2 separate regions of the Sus scrofa genome follow, and region 1 is linked to region 2. Evidence: chromatin contacts called from public HiChIP or PLAC-seq data. All regions are on one chromosome and are shown on one strand. The core of a region is the stretch at or near the end of the contact, and the rest is flanking DNA. Distances in the headings are between cores, read along the strand shown. Region 1 holds the start of SLC35D2 (solute carrier family 35 member D2). Region 2 holds the start of CTSV (cathepsin V).

Region 1 (7,065 bases), core at 2,471-4,970, 540 kb before region 2:
TATTCTTATAACCAAGTCACTAAAAACATGCTCCTAACACATTCTGAGGTCCTCCAACTGTATATTACATTACAGAAATGTGGAAATTTTACTTATAAGGGAATAAGGGTTTTTGCCTTACTAAGACAAAAACTCGATTTCCTCCTTCAGCCATGGAACCCAGAATTTTAAAGACAGAAAGACTAGAGCATGAGATGTTTCATATCATTCTTTCTGGTTGGACACTGTCCTTCATCTTTGAAGCATTTAACCACTAACTGGTCTCTGCTTCCAACAATAAAATACATGTTTTCGGAGGCACAGATTGTCGTCATCAGTGAGCACACTGCTCGGTCAAGTGCAGAAAGTAGAGACTTATCTTCAAACTTCAATTGATAGAATCCCAACCACGCCCCAAAGTTCTGTTAATAGCATTCTCCTGTTTTATACGTAGGTGTTTGTGGGTTTTTTGCTTTGTTTTGTTTTGCATTTTAGGGCTAAACCCATGGCATATGGAAGTTCTCAGGATACAGAGGGGTTGAATGGGAGCTGCCAGCCACAGCCACAGCAACTTGGGATCTGAGCCACATCTGCAACCTACACCACAGCTCACGGCAATGCTGGATCCCCGATCCCCTGGACAAGGCCAGGGATCGAACCCTCATTCTCATGGATACTAGTCAGATTTGTTTCTACTGCGCCACAGTGGGAACTCCTGTTTTCTTTTTCTTTCATTTGCCTGCCTTATATACTAAATGAGCCAGGTTTGAGTATGTGTTCACTCCAGTTTCTTTGAGGCAGGTGTGTGTTTCACATGGACACTGGAAAGCATGCTGCAACACACTAGGAGACCTTGTGAAGATTATCAAGAGCCATAGGATCACCAGAAAATATCCCAAATCCATCGCTTCCCTCCATAGCCCCTGCTACCCTCCACCCCAGTCCAAGCCATCACTCAGAATTATCTAGAATACCGCAATCAATTCCTAGCTCCTCTTCTTGCTTCCAGTACCATCAGTTCTCCACCCACCCATGAGCCAAAAAAATCCTGTTAATCATACAAATGATGTCATGTCACTACCCATGCTGAAACCTTCCAAGGGATTTCTAATTGCATGCAAACTAAAATTAAAACTATCTGGAGTTCCCATTGTGGCACAGCGGAAACGAATCCAACTCGCAACCATGAGGTTGTGTGTTCGATCCCTGGCCTCACTCAGTGGGATAAGGATCGGCATTGCCATGAGCTGTGGTGTAGGTTGCAAATGCAACTCGGATCCCGTGTTGCTGTGGCTCTGGTGTAGGCTGGCAGCTGTAGCTCCAATTCAATCCCTAGCCTGCAAACCTCCATGTGCCACGGGTGCATCCCTAAAAAGCTAAATAAATAAAAATAAATAAATAAATAAATAAATAAATACCATCGTGGTCTCCCTCCCTCCACCCTGATCCCCCAATATCTGCTGTCAACAGAGCAGGTGGGAGTGAGTTTGATCACACGCCTCTGCTGGACACTTTCCATTGGCTCTCATCTCCCTCAGAGCTTTTTCAATGGCCACAGAGGTTCTCCACAATCTAGAAATCCATGACTCTGGAACCCTATCTAGTACCAGTGCCACCTGTACGCCTCACTCCTCCATGCCTGGAATGTTCCTCCCTTATCTTCCTCAAGTCTTGGCTCACATGTCGCCTCCTTTAATGAAGCCTCACCAATCACACTGAGACGGCAATACTTTCCCATGCTCACAGTCCCTAATTCCCTTTCCTTATTTTTGTCTCCTGAACACATGGCTGCATCTGATGTTACATAAATTCTACCAGTTTATTTACTGATTCACTCAAAATCTCCATGTAAGCTCTGGGAAGATGGATATATGCTCTCTGACATTTGGGGTTTGGATCTGCCCAGTGCTGGCACATAACAAGGGCTTAATACAATATTATTAACTGAAGGAAGGCTCTGATTCTGCCTTTCCTGCCTATCTTCTTGTTGTCTCTCCTACCCTCTCCCACATGTTCATTCGGTTCCAGCCAGGGACCCTCTCTCTGATCTTCCAGCATGTCAAGCTCATGCCCTCTCCAGCATTCTGTCTGGAACGCTCTAGCACCAACCACTCCACCTGAAACCACCCGCCTTATTCATGAGCCTACTGGTTTATTTTTTGAGTCCACCAGGGATGTGGAATCTCCAGAACGGGAGCTTCGTGTTTTCACAGCTGCCTCCGTGGTACCAGTGATGAGCATGGCACATAACAGGTGCTCAGTAAATGTCCGTTAGAGGTTTAGAGGTGGAACCAGCCAAGCTCCTGTGGGTCTCAGCTTTTTTTTTTTTTTTTTTTTTTTTTTTTTTTTTTTTTTTTTTAGGGCCACATCCGTGGCACATGAAGGTTTCCAGGCTAGCAGTTAAATTGGAGCTGTAGCCACTGGCCTACACCCATAGCCACAGCAATGCCAGATCTGAGCACATCTGCAACCTACACCACAGCTCATGGAAATGCCGGATCCTTAACCCACTGATCAAGGCCAGGGATCGAACCTGCATCTTCATGGATGCTAGTCAGATTCCTTTCTGCTGAGCCACGACAGGAACTCCAGGATAGAAGCTTTTGCAAGCATAAACAAAATAAGAAGGCCAAAGATACTCTCTGAGGGCTCTTTGGGTTCTTTATAAAACTTTAATTTTACATTCTTATAGCAACAGTACCATTTACAAAGAGAGCCCTCACTTAATGATAGCTCACGCCAGAGCTCTGGAAGGTAACTAACATAATCGTAATTATCCAACTTTCACATCTGAAAAAAAAACCGCTGACTCTGAGACTGGCGCAAGAGGCATAGCTATTAAATGCGGGAGCTGGATCTAAAACCACAGGGCTTTCAATGCCGATACAATGAAAGCATAACTAAACAGGATATTCTAGTCTTTACATACAGGTTCAACGAACCACAAGTTTCCTGGTTTACTGCACACTCATCAAAAAAGTCTAAAATATGAACTTTGGTTTTCCCCCGTTTTGAATGATCAAATGCAAATAAACTTATCCACCCGGGCCCCTTCTGATTGTTGAACACCTCGATGTGTACAAAGAATAGTTCACATTTACAGAACACATTCAGATCACTTGTTTCAGCTCACTGGTGCTCGTGAAAACTCTACAAGCGCCGCTGCGCAAGGTCCTGCAGGAGTAAGCGGTCCTGTGTCCGCGCTCACTGACAGCGGAATGACTTTGCTAGACTGTGGTTCGGTTTATGCAACGCTGCGAAGGTTCCGGCCGGTGCAAACATGGCCCAGGTGCCAAGCACAAAGCCACCCACGCCGGCGCAGGAGTCAGCAGAGACACTCCCGGCTCGCTGTCCCCGCCCGTCGGTTGCGCAGGGGGCGGCCCAAGTGCACCAAGGGCAGGGGCAGCCCGGCTGCACTCCCCCGCTCGGGGACCTCGGGGTGTCCTGCCAGGCCCTGCGGGGACAGGGCGGCATCGGATCGGGAAGGTCCCCGGGGTGGGTCGCCGCCGAGCAGCCGGGCACCCCCGCGGACCCCGCCCGGATCTCTGGCGCCCGCCTCACCGGTAGGTGGTCAGCAGCGCCTTGTTGACCAGCACGAGGAGGAAGGAGCAGGTCCCATAGAAGAGCGCGGACAGCAGCTTGGCCGCCCGGGAAGGCAGCCCCACGGAGCCGGGATCAGCGCCCGAGCCCTCCGCCTGGCCGCCGGCCGTCATGTCCAGCGGCCGCCAGCCTCCACCGCACTTGGGGACGCCCCGCCCAAGTTCCGTCCCCACCCCCGGCCCGCGGCCGAAACAGGAAGGGCTGCGGCGGGAACCCCACACGCCAGCGCGGCCCCATCGGTCGCCCCGAAGCTACTGGAGGGAGAAGAGCGGGTTTGGCTGGAGTTCGGGCTCAAAAACACCACTTTCTGATGGCTTGTCTGAAAGGAGCACAGAAACGGGTTTGGCAGAGTTTAAAAACCCCATCTTCCTCCAAAGACTGGGGAGAAATGTTAAAGACCGTTTTGCTCTCTTGGCGAGAAATATTAAGACTTTTTTTTGTCTTTTTTTTTTTTTTTGACAATTTTAAATGTATAATGTACATACAGTGAAATGCAATCGAGTCCACAGTTTGATGTTTTGACAAATGCGTAACCCATGTAACCACCCAAGTCAAAACATAGAACAAAAAAGATCTGAGTTCCCTACGTGGTTATCGAACCCCGACTAGCAACCATGAGGATGTGGGTTTCATCCTTGGCCTCGCCCAGTGGGTTAAGGTGCCGGCAGTTGCTGTGGCTGTGGTGTAGGCTGGCAAATACAGCTCCGATTCAACCCCTAGCCTGGGAACGTCCATATGCCCTGGGTGAGGCCCCCAAAATACAAAAAAAAAAAAAACAAAACCAAACCGTAGAACACTTCCATTCCCCCAGTGCACTGTGTCCTACTGAGGGCGATCGATCCCCTCAATTCATTCTGATTTCTGTTACCATAGACTAAATTTGCCTGTTCAGAAATTTCATGGAAACGAGCATGTAGTCTTTCAAGGCTTTTTTGGCTCAGTTTATTATTTTAGTGACTCAGCCAGGTTTGAGTCTTTTCATTGTTGAGTAGTACCACGACTTGTGTATCCATTCCTCAGTGATTATGTGATGGGCATTGGTTGTTTCCAGGTTAGGAACTGCCAAAAAACAAAGATGGTCCATGAATATTCATGTACAAGTTTTTGTGTGAATGTATACTTTCATTTATCTTTGCGAAATGCCTAGGGATGATATGGGTGCAAAGTCTCCAGGTTTCTTGCCTCTGGGTGCTTTATGGCAGGTTCTCCCCCTGAGGGCCCATTTCTTTTCTACATGGGTACATCTAAGGATAGGTTTGTTGTTTGTGTTAACTCTGACCAGCATCTACTTGCTCTAGAATTTTTTCAATTAACTGTCCCATATTTTCATTCTAATTTTTTTTTTTTTTGTCTTTTATCCTTTTAGGGCCGCTCCCGTGGCATATGCAGGTTCCCAGGCTAAGGGTCTAATCAGAGCTGTAGCTGCTGACCCACAGCAACACCAGATCTGAGCAGTGGCTGCGACCTACACCACTGCTCATGGCAATGCCGGATCCTTAACCCACTGAGCAAGGCCAGGGATTGAACCCGCAACCCCATGGTTCCTAGTCGGATTTGTTTCTGCTATGCCATGACAGGAACTCCCTAAATAATTTTAAAAATCTGAAATTCTAGCTTTTTAGAAAAGCTAAAGATGTCAAGTTAAATATATATTTGAGCCTAACCATATTGAAGCCATGCAATGGTTTTCTATTGGAGGCACTGAACAACCAAGAACATTTTCAGTACTGAAAAGAACGAAAGCACAACTTTTGACAAAAAAAAACTAGCAGTAAAAAAGCCAGAAAGGAAGAATCTACAAAACGCAAAAACAGGAATCAAATAAATACATATAAGACTGATTTAAAATAGAAAATGAATTCATATTCAAGTTAAACCCAAAATCTAAATTTCCTCAAAAAGAATCAACTAAGTTTCCAGTTAGCCTCCAAATAAGTTTTGGCTGCAAGACAGTATTTTAAAATCACTTTTAACAATAGGCTTAATCATATTTGTATTTAATTTGCTTCTGTGTACATACTTCTAGGAACTTAAGTCACTGTCAAAATCTCATCCTTACTGTTTAAACCACAACTCACACTAAAGAGTTGCTTGTGGAAGTCTTCTGCACAAAGCCTGGAAGGGCTGAACTTTGCCACTGTGTGGACAACTAACGATCTACCAAAAATAGCTAATGAAAATATTAAACCAAGTTACTTGACTCAGAAAAGTAAACAGGCCCTGACTGGATCCTCTGGAGGTGACCTCAGATTCAACACGTCTTGAATCTAAGTGAAATGAAATCCAAGTTAGGGCTGGCAATAGTTTAATCCTTATCAACACCAGCATTTTTAATACTGTAATAATGAAACAGATGAAGAAGTTAAAGGAATAACTAGAGTCTACAAGGTCATAATTTGGAGTTCCTGTTGTGACTCAGCGAGTTAAGGACCCAGTATAGTCTCTGCGAGGATGTGGGTTCAGTCCCTGGCCTCACTCCAGCATTGCTGCAAGCAAAGGTATAGTTTGCAGATGCAGCTTGGATCCTATGTTGCTTGCCGTGGTTGTGGCATAGGTGTCAGCTGAAGCTCTGATTCAACATGGGAACTTCCATATCCTGCAGGTGTGGCCGTAAAAAGAAAAACAAAAAAAGGCCCTGATTTTAAAATAAGGAAAAGGAATTCGCACCATGATTTCAACTAAAGATGCCTGGGATGAGACTGGAATGAAATATAAAATGCACCAAAATACACCATTAAACTCCTAGAAGAGAAATATAGGCAAAACATTTTCAGACATCACCCATACAAATGTTTTCTTAGGTGAGTCGCCCAAGGCAATAGACATAAAACCAAAAATAAACCAGTGGGAGCTAATCAGACTTACAAGCTTTTACACAGCAAAGGAAACCATTTAAAAAAAAAAAAGAAAGACAACCTACAGAATGGGAGAAAATAGTTGCAAACAATGCAACTGACAAGGGCTTAACCTCCAAAATATACAAACAGCTTATACAACTCAACAGCCAAAAAACCCAACAACCCAATTGAGAAATGGGGAGAAGAACTGAATAGACATTTCTCTAAAAAAGACATACAGATGGCCAACAGGCACATGAAAAAATGCCCAACATCACTAATTATTAGAGAAATCAGATCCCACGTTGCTGTGGCTCTGGTGTAGGCCAGTGGCTACAGCTCCGATTCGACCCCTAGCCTGGGAACCTCCATATGCTGCGGGAGTGGCCCAAGAAATAGCAAAAAGACCAAAAAAAAAAAAAAAATTAAATTAAAAAAATAAAAGGAAAATAAATTAGAAAGAGTTTAAGAATGAATGTGTACTTTAAACTGTAAATTAAAATAAACTTTTATTCAAAGCATTTTTTAAACTTACAGCATGTTTATTCTTATGCTGTTAACTCTGCCAAACTACAACTTAGCCATATGAAGCATAAACACTTCAAAAATTTGAATGTAAACCACATTTTTAAAACAAAAAAGTCTTAAC
Region 2 (7,149 bases), core at 3,049-5,548:
CCCAGGCTGGGGCTGAATTGGAGCTGTATCTGCTGTCCTATGCCACAGCCACAGCAACGCAGAATTTGGGCCATGTCTGTGACCTACACTACAGCTCACAGTAACACCGGATGCTTAACCTACTGAGTGAGGCCAGGGACAGAACCCGCATCCTCATGGATTCCCGTCATGGCTTTGTTCCCGCTAAGCCATGACGGGAACATCAAGGATTTCCCTTTTCAATTTAAAATGTAAACATTGGAGTTTCATACCTGTTCTTGACAATCCAAAATTTACTGCTATTTGAATCAGTTCCTTCAAAGCCATAGCCAACCACCAAAACACCATGATCCAGGTCTTTGCTGCTGCAGTCTGGATCATAATAAATGCCTGGGAGAGTGAAAGCCAATGTTGGGGTGAGGAGTTCCAAGTGTAACCTGACAGTAACCCACCCTTATCAACCAGCTAAGAGAGGCATTTCAAATTTCAGCGAAATGCCCTAAACAAATTCTAAGTAAGACTTAAATTGGTGACAAAAAAAATAGTATTGGTCAATGAAAAGGAAAACGGAAAATTCAACTCACCAGAAATCAAAGAAATTCAGCACAATCTTAGATAAATTTTCTATTTAAAACTTTTTTTCCAATAATAAGATCTAGTTATCTACGCTAAGGTGATGTAGGCACTCACCTACTAACTACTAACATTAACTAGCATAATCCCTTCTACTCCTACCATGGCAACTGAGAGAAGAGCGCATGTGTGTGCTTGCGCACACAGACACATACACACACACACACAATACCTGAACCACAGGGTTCTTTACAGTTCTAACTACAGTAGCAAAAAATTTTTGGAAAGAGGGCCCAGCAACCGGAAAATAGTTACATAAATTAGGTTGTATATAGCTAATGGATTACATAGCCACTTAAAAATTTTATGAAGAGTTTGTTATCATGAGAAAATGCTTAAAGTATAATATCAAGTGGAAACCTCCCTGTTATTAAATGCATACACTAAAAATTCTACAGTCCTGAAAACAGGACTGCATACCAAAGTCAATCACTATGCTGCCTGCCTAAATTTTTATAATTAAAGACAAACACCTACCTGACTTATAGAACTGGAAAGATGAATGGCCCGCATCAATAGCAACAGAGATGGGCCCCACAGTTGCGACTGCCTTCATAAGGGCCTTCTCCCGCTGAGGGATGTCCACGAAGCCGGTGTCGTTGGCAGCAGAACACTCGGGCTTATAGGTACAGCTGTTTGTTTCCTTTTAAAGGCAAAGGGGAAAGAGACTTGATTACGACCATCTACCTTCAGGGAAACATGAATTCTAGGATCACAAGACTCAGCAGTTTGCAGCTTAATGATTTCTAAGTCAATTTTCTTATAAAGGAAGCAAAATGCTCTTGACTGGTTTGAAATTGAAAAATTAGTAGATGTTTCTTCAATAAGATCCCTTAGGTCTACTTGGCCATCAGAACTTTCTCACTGTTTGGAGTTCTTGTCATGGCTCAGTGGAAACGAATCTGACTACCATCCACAAGGATGCAGGTTAGATCCCAAGCCTCACTCAGTGGGTTAAGGATCTGGTGTTGCCGTGAGCTGTGGTGTAGGTCACAGACGAGGCTGTGGCCTACAGCTACAGCTCTGATTTGACCCCTAGCCTGGGAACCTCCATATGCCGAGGGTGCGGCCCAAAAAGACAAAAGACAAAAAGAAAGAAAGAAAGAAATTCCTCACTTTAGAAAAATTCATGTTATATGCAGAATGGTGTATGTATTCTCCATGTTATGTAGAGACAAGCTATGCTAATCATCTAATCAGAGAACTGTGCAATAGCTGATAATTTATGACAGTTCTGACAGTTTGCATCTAAAATGCGAACATTGAGTATGGTGTCTGTTATCTCTGAAAATGTTCAAAAGCAGAGCTGTAATGGCAAGAGAAGGAGCTCCATTTACCCTTCCAAGGTACGGATAGGATTCCTCTGTGTCCAGGCCTCCATTGTCCTTCACGTACTGGAAGGCATTATCCATTAGGCCACCATTGCAGCCCTGATTGCCTTGAGGCCGAGAACAGTCCACCAGGTTCTGCTCACTCAGTGAAACAAGCTTGCCGGTTTTCCGGAACATCTGTCCTTCAAGGGCGCCGGTGGCACTAAAAGCCCAACAAGAACCACACTGACCCTGAAAATAAAAAAGCCATCAGTTTACAAGACAAATACAAAGACTAACAAGAGCCCATACATCTAAACACTCTTATGAAGATCTGCTTACTGTCATACCTGATTCTTCACGGCAGTGACATAGCCTTTTTCTCTCCAATCTACCGATTTGGGGACCTCAAGAACCAGAGATTCGTGGAACACTTTCCCCTTCTTGTGCTTCTGGTTTTGAAAGCCATTCATCACCTGCCTGAATTCTTCATTGGTCTTTAAGGACAAGTAAATAAAAGGTTGAAAAAGCAAGAGGTTATTGTGCTAAAGTACAGAGCAGAGGAAGCACACAAAGTTCAGCAACTCAGGCCATACTCACCATGTCACCAAAGGCATTCATGGCCATGCTGAAGCCATGTTTCCCTTGGCTGTATTCCTGATTGTGCAGTTCAATCATTTTCATATTCTTCTCCCATACGGCTCTCCGCCATCCTTCTTCATTCTAGAGGCAATGATCATTTTTACTTCTACTTCAAATTCAACCCATGCTCACCAAGTGGATTTGTAGACAGAGAAGAAGGAAAACTATCATCAGGGATGTATTTATACTTCTGGAAGCTGTTCTCCAAGCTCTGACATAGGGAAATACGCCCATGCTGTGTTCAGAAATAGGTGCCATTAAGTTACGGCTTTGGAAAAAGCTAACCTCCAGAAATACTCTCTGGCTACAAACTCCAAAAGCATGAACTATTCTCGGTGGGCTCCCTTTTACATGTTACCAACCATGCCATAGAGTCTCCCGTGTGTTGCCTTCCACTTGTACCAGTCTGCATCTAAATTTTGATCAAGTTTTGGAGCAGCTGAGGCTATTCCCAAGCAAAGGGCGGTCAGGAAGAGTGAAGGTTTCATGTTTCAAAAACCTAGGGAAGGAAAAGAAATTAGTATTTGATGAGATCAATCCTTTAAAAAAGCTGTCCTACTTTCTCTTGAGATATTATAGAGCCACTATGTTGGAGTAAAACATTTAAATGATCTTCTCAAATATTTATGGAAGGTCTGTGGAAGAAGGCTAAGGATATCAGGGGAGAATAACCAGGTCCAAGACTTACAAAGTATAGGTATTTAATTCTGCCATCAAAAGGAAAAATTGGCTAACAAATGCTATAGGAACTGAAAGAGACTTCACTATGAGTACAACGATAATTTTTAGGTTTTGATAAGGGTTTCTGGTGTACCTTATGGGTCGGAATTTTAAGGTAAAAACTAAGAAATCATTGATCCATGTTATTTACTGAAGGTACCAAGGTGACCCAGGAATTTTATTTATTAGGATGCCTGATCCTAAGTAGGGGCCTGGTCCCCAAGAGTTTCCTCCGAACTCACGTAAGGCAGGGGTGAGATATGCCATTGAATCTGCTCTATTTTATTTGAAACCTTTTTTGGAAGGCCTTCCCAGTCTCCTCCCTTCCCAGGAGAATGCGGGCAGAGAATGTGCCCAGCGCTCCACCGTGCCTATCCTTGTCGTATGTAGCCCCCACCCCCTCCCTCGCCCCCAAACCCAGCGATCCTGTGGCAGACGGAACTCAGAGCACCCAGTATGGCCCGTCGGAACAGGGCCAGACTCACCCGGGGCTCAGAGAACCCGGCTGAGCCCGCAAGCCTGCTACAGGAGGGGCCAGGCCAGAGGCGTGCCGCCCTGCTCCCAGCCCTCCGCACACGCCCGCCACTTCCAGAAAATGTTTACTCATACAGGGAGCGACGGGCCCTACAGCCCAGCATTCGGGGGGGCGGGGGGGACAGACTGCCGCGACCAACACAGACTTGCGCCCATCTCCTCCCCGAGGCTGACCGGCCTAGGGACCCTCGGGTGGTCTCAGCTCCGCCCTGGATTTCCCCAAATCGCCCTTCCCCCTTCCCCACCCCAAGGCTGCCAAAGCTCGAGGCAGCGCCGACCCAGCCTCATCAACTTGAGGCGGGCAGACGATGGCGTTCCCGGGAGTCGCGCCTGCCCCCTCTCCGGAATCCCTGGATAGCCCCTCCTCCAGTCCCGGTTCTGTACCCGCCTCGGCCCCGAACTGGGTCGCTGACCTGCGGCTTCCACCGCTACGCAGGCGCACTCCACGGACGTACGTATCTCTCCTAAGTTGGCGGTGGCTCGAGGTTCTGGCCGGGTCGCGCCTGACTCAGCCTTTAAGACCCGGGGTTGCGGCCCGCCCGGCCCCGCCCCCACCGCCTGCCTGCGCCGCGATTGGCTGATCTGGCAAGTAGGCGGGGCCTCCGGGAGTGAGTACTCCCGGCGCGTGACGCCGCCGTGTCCCAACCTGTTCCAGGGGAGGCCTGGCTGCGTGCCTTTTGTCCTGAACCGAAGAGTAGAGCTGGGGGCCTCTGGGCAGCGCTGAGGAGTCGGTGGGGGTGTGTGTGTGTGGGGGGGGGCGGGGGGGATGTCCAGCGCCTCCCTAGGGATCCAGATCAACTAATTACCTCGAATTTGGCGCTCGTTCACGAAAAGACGCTTAAGAGGAACCCCCAAGTGGACTTTGAGCGTAACCCTGCGCTTCCTTTAGTCTTACAGTTTGGGGTGAAAATCTGCGGCGGGGCTGAGAACTGTCTAGTCTAGGGATTGCCGCTTCACAGCACAGGTGGGGCGGGGCGGAGGGGTGCTGAGCCCGCGGGATTGAGGAGAATCCAAGCGGAATTACAGTGTTTTAAAACACAAGAACGCGTTGATCGTGGCCCAAATCCCAGGAGGAGGGAAAGGGGACCTTCGCAGGGAAGTCGTGGCATTTTGCAATGCCCTGTTCCTGTCCTCCCCAGTGGGGGATTCTTCTCGCCTTTCAGTCCTTTCTCAAAACCAACAAAAACGAGTTATTTCCAGGAAAATTTGGCTTAATAAAAAGGGGAGACGAGTGTTTGAGAAAGGGCATAAACCGCATTTCTTCCCTCTGTATTTTGGATCATTAAGTCTTCCTTAGTATCCAAAGTGCTTCTCTTGAGATACAGGAAAGGTACATTTTTTTTTTTTTTAAAGTAGTTTAGTCACATTTAATGTCAGGGTTTAGATTTAACTGGCTTGAAGACATCTTTTAGATGGAGGAAAAACTAGAGCTAAAGATTTAAGGAGTTTAATCAGGAACTTTACTTTTTAAAGTTATGTAAGAAACATTCGTTATAGAAAATATGTTTTAGAAAATAAACACTCACTTCCCCTCCCCCATTAACTCTGTTCTAGGGATATTTATATAACAAAAAATAGAATCACAGTGCATGTCGATCTGTAAACTCTTAGTTAAAATTAAGTTGATAACTTTTGTAGAGGCACACATGAATAGTCTTTGTAAAAATCAACTTATTAAAATTCATATTTTATCCCCTTTGAAGTAGAATCTCTTTCCTCTCAAACACAACTAGGAGCATGAAATTCTCATGTGGTTACAAAAATACATTGTATTGCATATGGCTGGAGATTTTTTTTTTCTTCTTTTTTTTAGGATTAGTCATTGGCTGTCACACTTGGAAGTAAAGGAAGACCAACCACGTGGGAACAACTTGCTATGAGGAGGGTGAAGAAAAGCTTTATAAGGAAAAAACTGACTTTTCCATAAGCCCTGATTTGAAACTGTTATGAGGGAGCTGGAGGAGGGTTAACTAGAAATGGAACATCTTGTGTGATTGGTTTGGGGAGAATATTTGGATTTCTCTGGTTTGTCCTGCAAATGGAAGCAGAAATAAGAAGTTTGTAGCCATTCAGGAAGTCCTGTTTTGAGTTGGTTGCTGCAGAGATGCCTTTTGTAGGTCAGGGTTCTATTGTCATACAAAGTCTAGCCATTGTCCGTTTGTTTACTCAGTTTATCACAAAAAATCCAAGTTACTCTAGCACGTGGGTTTTACACTTGCCCTGGGTCACACCTCCTGAAGATTGCAGGTGGTGGAAAAACCTGTTATTTCATGAATGTCTGTAACTTGAGCAATAGTCTGACAGGAAACTGTGTGGCTGGTGCTACTTTGAAGAGCGGGAGCCCCTTCGTTTCTTAGAATGTGATACAAATGCAACGGAGGGAAAAGTAGGCTCTTTTTATAACAAATGTGCTCAGAACCTAAAATTAAATCAAATGATGTCTAAATTCAGGAGAAAGCCATTTAACTAAGGGAGTGGATTATTATCTACCTGTTAGATAATGCATTACAGAGATTTGTTATTACCAACTATTGGGTTCCTTTGCTTCTTCTACTCCCATTTCTCTGCAGAGTGAGTTAGATAAATGCTAGTTATTGAAATAGGCACAATTTAGCCAAGTAGACAAGCCTTAGCCTTTGATAAAATGCAGTTGGTAGAATTTAATGATTCCTACTAAAATGCTAAGATGCGGTATCTGTGAAAGTGTATTTTTGTGTGCATCCGTCAGCATTTCTTTTGCTCACTAGTGAAATAGAACATAAATTCTTTATTCCATCTCTGGAAATTTTAAACCATAAGGGAATGAACAAACCTCCCGTGGATGGTATTTAAGACCCTGAATCGGAATTCCTGACGTAGATCAGCGGAAATGAATCTGACTAGCATCGATGAGGATGCAGGTTTGACCCCAGCCTTGCTCAGTGGGTTAAGGATCCAGTGTTGCCATGAGCTGTGGTGTTGTGTTGGTAGCAGACGTGGCTCAGGTCCTGTGTTGCTGTGGCTGTGGTGTAGGCCAGGGACTACAGCTCTAATTCGACCCCTAGCCTGGGAACCTCCATATGGTATGGCCCTAAAAAGACAAAAAAAAAAAAAAAAAAAAAAAGACCCTGAAGCCGCGTAACAATTCCCTCCAATACTGATGGGGAAACTCGGCCTCTGTGCATGGACGCCGAATTGAATCTGGGAGGACAGAGTTTTGAGTGGGGTAGAAAAGAAGAGCTTTATTGCTTTGCCAGGCAAAGAGGGACACAGTGGACGAATGCCCTCAAAACCCTGTGTCCTTAGAGTTCCCTTGTGGTGCAACAGGTTAAGGATCCCGCATTGTCACTGT

What was found. HiChIP or PLAC-seq counts read pairs in DNA pulled down with a chosen protein or histone mark.
Region 1: a contact with region 2 is called in an H3K27ac HiChIP or PLAC-seq map of skeletal muscle, with 4 times the contacts expected there. The contact joins the promoter of SLC35D2 here to the promoter of CTSV in region 2. A contact is called at or near these places in 1 of 47 Hi-C or Micro-C datasets (heart right ventricle) and 1 of 2 datasets of contacts at active chromatin or transcription factors (skeletal muscle).

The regions. Positions count from the first base shown.
Region 1 is chr10:25,734,912-25,741,976 of Sscrofa11.1, reverse strand. It overlaps SLC35D2 (solute carrier family 35 member D2), which reads right to left and starts at 3,720. Exons shown (of 10, transcript NM_001244362.1): 1 at 3,541-3,720. The coding sequence starts at 3,692. It overlaps ZNF367 (zinc finger protein 367), which reads right to left. Exons shown (of 5, transcript XM_021064593.1): 5 at 6,904-7,065.
Region 2 is chr10:25,199,546-25,206,694 of Sscrofa11.1, reverse strand. It overlaps CTSV (cathepsin V), which reads right to left and starts at 4,298. Exons shown (of 8, transcript NM_213892.1): 1 at 4,232-4,298; 2 at 2,927-3,063; 3 at 2,523-2,645; 4 at 2,273-2,419; 5 at 1,950-2,174; 6 at 1,090-1,255; 7 at 252-369. The coding sequence starts at 3,052.